2 separate regions of the Danio rerio genome follow, and region 1 is linked to region 2. A link is a contact called in public HiChIP or PLAC-seq data. All regions are on one chromosome and are shown on one strand. The core of a region is the stretch at or near the end of the contact, and the rest is flanking DNA. Distances in the headings are between cores, read along the strand shown.

The links. HiChIP or PLAC-seq counts read pairs in DNA pulled down with a chosen protein or histone mark.
Region 1: a contact with region 2 is called in an H3K4me3 HiChIP or PLAC-seq map of embryo, with 3 times the contacts expected there. The contact joins the promoter of marcksl1b here to the enhancer-like site in region 2. A contact is called at or near these places in 7 of 18 Hi-C or Micro-C datasets (caudal fin, embryo, fibroblasts and 2 more) and 4 of 4 datasets of contacts at active chromatin or transcription factors (caudal fin, embryo, gastrula embryo and 1 more).

What each region holds. Positions count from the first base shown.
Region 1 is chr19:32,265,782-32,269,837 of GRCz12tu, reverse strand. marcksl1b (MARCKS-like 1b) reads right to left here and starts at 2,569. Exons shown (of 2, transcript NM_213223.1): 1 at 2,308-2,569; 2 at 1-1,158. The coding sequence starts at 2,394. The coding sequence ends at 622. LOC141379120 (a long non-coding RNA gene) reads left to right here and starts at 1,412. Exons shown (of 7, transcript XR_012395113.1): 1 at 1,412-1,518.
Region 2 is chr19:32,018,262-32,022,698 of GRCz12tu, reverse strand. No RefSeq gene overlaps it. Among named protein-coding and RNA genes, the nearest start is that of fndc5b, 110 kb to the right of the region's middle. Within about 2 kb of position 2,943, at least 40 of the 62 cell types and tissues checked have an H3K27ac peak or open chromatin away from gene starts, as enhancers often do. A contact at or near this core is called in gastrula embryo and pancreas, where this site is marked.

The DNA.
Region 1 (4,056 bases), core at 1,320-3,819, 250 kb before region 2:
CACATAACAACTCTGCTTCTTTTTAAAACTTCAAATGTGAACATAGCAAGCTCAAATGTGTTTTTATTTCGTTTTATTTTTTTTTCTTAAAGCCAAGATGAAAATTAAAATGCGATTTCAAACAAACAAGACAAAGCCTTCTGGATATTTAAAATGGTTCTCTATACACCACAAAATACTTAAATTTGGGTTAAAATATAGGAATGTAGAAAGTTGGCAAGTCTTTTTCGATTTCCTTTTTTTTAACAGTCATTATATGTGGTGATGTTTATCTTGCACAATTCATCAATATAGTCGCATCTATTCGGTGGTGGGCTTGAAAGATGCTTCTCCTTGATCCTCAACTCACTCTTGTGCTGACATCCCGCTTCCAAGAGGTTTCGGCCTTCGCTCGGAATTCCAGATCTTTAAGCCATTATCAGGGAAGTGAACTAGTGAATCTAGTTTGTCATTTGTTATTAATCTTGAAGAAAGTGGCACAAGGAGTCTTTTTCACATACATGTGTATATATACATATACATATATCCATGTATATATACATATGTATACATATACACATATATATAAATATATATTTTTTTCTTGGAAAAACAGTTCACAAAGTCCTTTGTGAAGTACAATCACTCCTTCTGTTCAGATGGTGCAGGTGTTGAGTTGGTCTCCTCTGTTTGTTTCGTGGCCTCTACAGCAGGTGCAGCAGCCTCTTCCTTTGCAGCAGCAGGCTCCTCAGCCTTGGCTGCAGGCTCCTCGGCCTTGGGGGTTTCAACAGGGGCAGCGGGTGTCTCCTCGGCCTTGGCCTCCTCCTCTTTCTTCTCCTCAGTGGCTGCTCCATTCTCCTCTGGCTTCTCTTCGGTAGCTGGAGCAGCAGCAGCGGCCTCTTCCTTCACCTCAGCATTCTTCTTGCTCTTCTTCAGTGAGATACCCTTGAATTTGAAGGAGTTCTTCAGGGAGAACTTCTTCTTCTTCTTCTTGGGGGTCTCCTTGGTGGCCTCGCCCTCAGGTTTGGCAGCCTCTCCCTCAGCGGCAGGCGCTGGTTCGATGGCGTCGCCGGCTCCAGCCTCAGATTCCTTAGCTGCTTCTGCAGAACCGTTGGTGGTGGCAGCATCTCCCTCTGCCTTGGCAGAGACATCACCATTGGTCTTAACATGACCGTTCTCCTGAAAAAAGAAAAAACAAAATTGGAATTCAGCATAATGAATCAGAAGGCAAAATGGATGATTATTTACTACGAGTTTACTACTTTTGCATAAGCTCTAGGGCATTCCTTCAATCGTCGACGGACACATCAGTGACCCGTCACGTAAATAATGCATGTCTTCGAGGTGACGCCTTGCAATGCCGCGCAGCACCAAGCGAGGGCGATAGAGCATCGCAGAACACCACACACAATGCGAAGCGAGACGCAGCTTTGGAACAAAAGACGGAGATCGAGCGAAGCACGATGGAGAATTTCATTGAGCTTCATTCACCGCTTATCCATCGACGAACAAATAACCACAAACGGCGATTTGAAAGAGGTAACGTAAAATATTAGCACCCTCATTGATAAGAACGGGGTTTAGTCACACAAAAACCCCAAAAGCTTGACCAACTGTAGACACTCGCCCCAATGTCTAGACTTTAAACCCCGGTGCGTCTGGAAATGAATACTCCACGCGCTTCCCCACAGACAAAAATACAACTAAAAAAATCGATGAAAATCCGACCAAATATTTACGAAATTAAATGTTTCAAATGAAAAGAGAGAAATCTGTTAACACTTAATTAGTAAACCGAAACATGAAACTATCCATTGTATACAATACTATCAAGTTTTAACCCGAAAATGAAAAAAATGACAAAAACAACACTTCCAAAATACCAGTTACATCCATTTCTCCCCAGATAGATCGCAACCCCCTGCTGCTGTTAACCCATGCATAGTGAATACGTGCAGCATCCTCCTACACTGGCATTAATGGAGATCGCATGGCAACAACACCGACCGTATCCAAACGACAAAACCAATTTCAACGACAGAAATGAATCGAAAACGTGTAGCAAAAACAATCTGTTTTCAACGCAAAACAGAAAACCGTGTATCAACAGCCTAATGGGATTGTCCTGAATGAAACCATTCGACGTGACATTATAAATAAGACAATGAATAAAATGGTTTGCTTTTGTTTCATTCCCTTTTCCAAGTAAAATCACCGTCTGCTCGCCACACTTAGAGAGCTGGTTAAATCGCAGACGGTGGTTTGCAACTCTCGCTGAAGCACTTGTTGGTCAGATGTGGGTGTGTCGCAGATGGAGAGATGAATTACCTGTCCGTTAGTCTTGACGGCAGCCGGGTCAGCAGCGGCGGCTTTCCCCTCCACAGCCACTCCTCCCTTTGATGCCTGGGATCCCATTATACTAAATGTGGTTTTAAAGTAAATTAAAAAGAACTCAAATTCAGGTGAGTGGAAAAAAAATTAATCCAGACCAATGGGCGTAACGTGCATCCAAATGCGCGAGGAAAGTTGCTGTTTTTTTCCTTCAGAAGGAAAACTTGAGATGATCCACTCTTGTCTTCCACCCGTGAGCGTCGACTCGACCTACTACTACCAGTTCCAGTCCTACAGCGCTTCAAGATAACCCGAAGCCCCGCCCTTGGGCGTGTCACGGTAACGCGAACCAATCTGAAGCACGACCCCGCCCTCCATGTCCCGCCTCTGTTGATTCCACATTAGCTTCATAGAAATAGAAAATGGCAACGAACTGGAAAGAAGAAGGGAACCAACGGGGTGACTTGTTGAATTCCCTGTTACTAAGAGCAATGGGGTTACAGTTTACTTGAACCCATTGAACTACACACTAGAATACAAGCATTTAAGGCTTGTCTGTGGTGAATGTGCCCTGTCGTTCAATATATGCAGCTCACTGTGCTCAAGACAACAGTGGCATTTAATAATAATGATTAATAGCAGGGCATAATTTACACTCTTATCTGATAAACAACTTATATGCTTCGTTAAACTTTTTATATACAGTTGAAGTCAGAATTATTAGCCCCTCATTTCTAATAACTGATTTATTTTAACTTTCCCATGATGATAGTAAATCGTATTTTGCTAGATAGTTTTCAAGACACTTCTATACAGCTTTAGGTGACATTTAAAGGCTTAACTAGGTTAATTAGGTTAACTAGGAAGGTTAGGGTAATTAGGCAAGTTATTGTATAATGATGGTTTGTTCTGTAGATTATCAAAAACATACATTGCTTAAAGGTGCTAATAATTTTGACCTTAAAATTGTTTTAAAAAATCAATAACTGATTCTATTCCAGCCGAAATAAAACAAATGAGACTTTATCGAGAAGAAAAAATATTATCAGACATACTGTGAAAATGTCCTTGCTCTGTTAAACATCATTTGTAAAATATTTTTAAAAAGAAATAAATAATTCAAAGGGGGCAATAATTCTGACTGTATGTAGGCTACTCTGAAGATTGAATTTTTTAAAGTGTCGTACACGATTTGAGTAATATTTACTTCTGTGTATTGTTAATATTATATATATATAATGGTAATTTGTACAAAATCGGTGCTACTGATGCATGCGCACGTTTTAGTGTGTCAAAAATTGATGCTTGTAAAAGAGATTTTAATTATTTATTTATTTGTAAATTTAAATTTGTTATATAATGATATATAATGAATTGCATAGACTGAAAACAATAGGCATCATTGTCTGTAAACAATAGCAAAGATGTGATTAACAATTGGAACTAAACTAGGCCAGAGTTAACAACATTGCCCACATTAATAAGTGACAGATGCATTGGCTCCAGACTATCATGAAGTCTCGCCCAACCTTTATCATTAAGAAAAGATACGGAAGACACATCTCCTGCCTTTTGATAAGATGTTTTTTGATCTATATATGAGTTTATGATTGCTTGCATTTGATCATTTGCTTTTAGTATGAGAATAGACCTGTGACCCAATTTGTGGCCACAATCTTTCAGTTGTTTACTGTTTCTCGCTGATGATAATCAACTTTAAGTGCCACCAATAATTTCCTCTGATAT
Region 2 (4,437 bases), core at 1,694-4,193:
AAATGTAATCTGGCGCAGTAGAATTCTAGGCATGTCATTTTTGGAGTGAAAAGGGGAGGGGGACGTTCCATACATCCCAGAATACTGAAATAGGAAATGGCGGGAAATATTTTGCTTCTTCAGACTAGATAAAGTTTAAGAAACACATGGATTTTCCCATATATGACAAACTGAATGCTGAGTAACCCTGTGGTGTAAAAAAAAAAAAAAAAAAACAGACAAAGGCTATAGTGCAATTTTGAGTATACTGCAGAGCCCATTTTAGTTTCAAAACTCTAAGATGTTGTTTTCAGTGTAGAAAATGCAGATATTTAAAAACAAAAACTACAAACATCAACTTCCTCATTGGCTCTTGTAAATCATTACATATCCTTTCCTGCATTTTAAATATTTTAGTTAAATCGCATGAACCTTATAATTTTAACCATTTAAAAAAATAAACTTATTTAAATCAGCTTGTATACTGAAAAAATCTTGAATTAAATCATTATTAATTTAGTTGAATAAATTGTAATTAACATAAAAATATATGCCAACATGACTTATTGATTATATAACTTTTACGGTGTGATTCATCAAACCCCAATCATATGACCAATACACTGAAATTTGACAACACACAACCAAGCCAGGCTTATTCTGATCACGTACCCCTATATACATTTTTTAAAAGAGACAAAATACATCCCATAATACGCTATGCGTTTTGCAGTTTTTGTTTTCGTAAATCCACCAGAGGCCGCTGTGTAGGCTGTTTCAGATTTTAAAATTTCCAGACATCCCAGTCATTTACGGGGGAGACAGCGATGTGCAACGTACTTGAAGAGCGGGTGAGGGACTGGGGGCATGCGTGCGAGACTTATCTGAAGAGCAGGGGGTGGAAGATGGGATTTGCGCGCAACGTTCTGGGATGGATGTGATGGAAAGGGGGGCGCAACGAATTTAAGGACCGGGAGGGAGAAGAGCGATTTCTGGGAGATTATCAATCATTTGCGGGCATCCGGTGGTCTCTATGCATTTTCGGGTCTTGGGATGTCTGAATTTTTTTCTCACGAGTGCCATTCGCGCCTGCTGTTCTCATGTACATCCACCAGAGGCCGCTGTCGACTGACTGACTGACTGACCAACCACCCAATCCTCCCACTCACCTAAACCCAACTGCAGTGTTTTAAAAAGAAATACAGAAAAAGAAAAGCCCTGATTTGTACCACATTTTCAGATTTTACCACATTCTCACCCAGTTATTTACTTGTTTATATGATTTTTTTAGCTTAAGTTTTTGTCTTACCTTTTTTCCTGTAACTGATCTTCACCAAATTCGAACCCCATTGTCGCGGTCAACGCCACTTGGTCTCAAGTCCGCCGACAAACTGGTAACAGCGGAAAAGCTGCACATATGGAAGCGAGAAAAGGAATAGTATCATACAGCCCCGTAGCGTTTGTTAGAAAGACAAAGCCACACGTGCCTCTGGCTACATAATTTGCGATCTTCAGAAATGTACATAGGGCTATGTTTTTAGAATAAGTCTATGTTGCAGAAAATACATTCTGTACACTTTATTTATTTTAAAACACAATGACTGTACATAAATAAAAGCTCATTACAGTTTCAAATGGTGTCTTACTCTTACATAAATTACAAAAATTTGATTCAAATAAATATAATAGTCAGCAGCGTTAGCCTCGTGGGCAGTGCATCGACATATATTGATATTTCACTTTTATTATTTTCAGATGTTCCGAGTTTAAGTCCAGTTATGGAGACCTTTCCCAATCCCAACCCCCTTATCCTTTTAGCTATGCTTCCTGCCCAGTTACTGTCCTATCTTAATAAAAGCGAAAAAAGCCAAAAATAAATCTATAAAAAAAATTAGTATATTTTAATCTGTTTTTACAAACTAACAACAACAAGCCTCTTGCCTGCACACAATATGTCAAAACATTGCTATGTTGATAATGCAGCCTTCGGTCAAACAAATATTAAAAAGCTACACTGTGCAGTTTAAATAATCAGTTGTCAAAATCAAGTGATGGTGTTTTATGAACAAGTGTAATACAAAGCATTGTTTTTGTAAAAGTATGTGCACAGCCAATGTATCCGTGGCTGTTTGAACACAGTTGAACACTAATAATTTATAACAAATGACTGAACTTGATTTTAATTAGTATTTTAGTTAACAGTTGTATATGCTACATATTTCTAGAACTTTGTATCTTTATACGTTTTTAGTCTTACAGCGTAGTGTGGATGGAGATCTTTCCCGAAAATGCCAGTATGGACGATGATAGTTTTTATTTTAAATCACTGTGTCAAAATGAAACTAGTGTGAACATAGCCAAAGAGAAGGGGGGGATTGGTGAAACAGCGGTGGGGAGAGACAGAAATGGAGAGAGAGAAAGACAGGGAATGTGGGGGAGGAAAAGATGGAGGTAAGAAGAGAGGGAAAACGGAGGGGGGAAAACAGCGGTGGGAGACTGGATGGGTGTTTCCATGGTGATACTTTCGTCTTTTTCTACATGCAGAGAGACCATGGTGTTAACCATGTGAAGCTTTTGCCTGTCTCTCTCTCTTTTCCTCTCTCAATGTTTATTTTATTCATTTGCCTTCTTCCATTACTGAAGCAGAGGGTGAATTAATAAATGAGTAGAAAAGGGGATAAATAAATTAATAAAAAAAGACACAATACCCCTCCCTTTCCAAAATGCCAATTGTGACCTATATATCTGTCTGATTTGTAGGCGTTTCCTTCCTTACAGTGATGCTCGATGTACATACCTACAAACGCACACGCACACACGGATAGATAGACACAAAAGTGGTGCAGACGCACAAAATAAAATGTAATCCTGCTTTCCAATAGAGTCAGACCCCCATCCCCCCTTCCTCTTCCCAAACCCGAGCAGACGTGATGCACATCTTAACTAGCACGCGCGCATTCGCTGATATCCAGACACGCGCTTTTATGGGTGCTCATCATAACAGACTGGTCAAACTCAGCGGTTAACAGGTAAAGCGCGTCTGGAACTGACGCAAAAAATACGAGCAGTTGTGAAATAAAATGCCACAGCTGAATCCGGACATACAGGTCAAATGTATATGAGGGTCTAAGCATGATATTTTGCGGTGAAGCGTGACATGAATGAAGACAAGGAGACCAAATCCTAGGTGGCTGAAAAAGGGTGTCGGCTGGAGGAAGAGACGGGAAGGTTTTTGGGACAATGTCGACACCTGGTGGTCATTATGGGAAGTGTTCAACCATTAAGTTTTTTTTTTTTTTGCCTTTCAAAAACAACAATTTAGGCCAAACTCAGTCCAAACATAATCTTGCACAAACTGACTGAGACATGTCAGATATACAGTGAATCAAGTACAAAACCAAACAAAAATAAAAATTAAAAAACAATGTACAAAATAACTTAATAAAACAAAACAAAAAATAAACCATTAAGTTAATATACAAAAAGCGTTGTTTGATTTTAGGCTTGAAGAAATTATGTATGGTGTATAATATAATTAGCGTTGACTGGCAGATAAATTATGCTAATGCTTTTAAAACACAGCATGCTAGAAAAGAAATCAACTCAAATATCTTTACTAAAAAATTAAAATCATGGTGTGCATCGAGGCTTAAGTCTAAACAAAACACAGATTATTTGTATTTTTGTTGTCCATAGCGTAAAAGTAAAAATATATATTTAAAATAACTCAACAAGAAAAAAAACTATTTTATTTTTTCATTAAATTTTAATCACTGATAATTTCTTTATAGTGAGATTATAGTATTGCACAACCAAAATAAAATGAATGAAAAATGATAAGTGTGTAGATAATAGATAATGTGAGGCTATTCTGTTTTTTTTAAATGTGCTTTATCTATTTTTGTGTCACATTTAATTACTGGATTTCTAAAGACAACATACACCTTAAAAGTAATAAAATAGCACTATTATTAATAGCATTCTAAGATAAATTGTTAAATAGTTAGCACTATTAGATAATTGGCTTAAACTAGGTAAATCACTTTGAATGGTACAAGTCATTAAACGCTATATATAAATGGTGCTGTTAGCGGTTTTATTTATATGTCAATTTCATATATTTTGCTATTAGTTGCAATTTACTACAATGACAAAATGAATGGGAATTTAATATATTTTATATATATATATATATATATATATATATATATATATATATATATATATATATATATATATATATATATATATATATATATATATAAGTAGCCTACTCACCAATTAAAACTGGTAATTGAAGTGTTTGGCCTGCAGAGGGAGCAGCAACATTAGAGTTTGAGAATATTGACATCGACACACATGATTTTTTTCATTACAGCTGCTCTGCTTAGTTGGAATCTACACAAGTATTAAACTTCAAAAACACATGCATTAAATGAATTTAAAAGAGAGCAGATA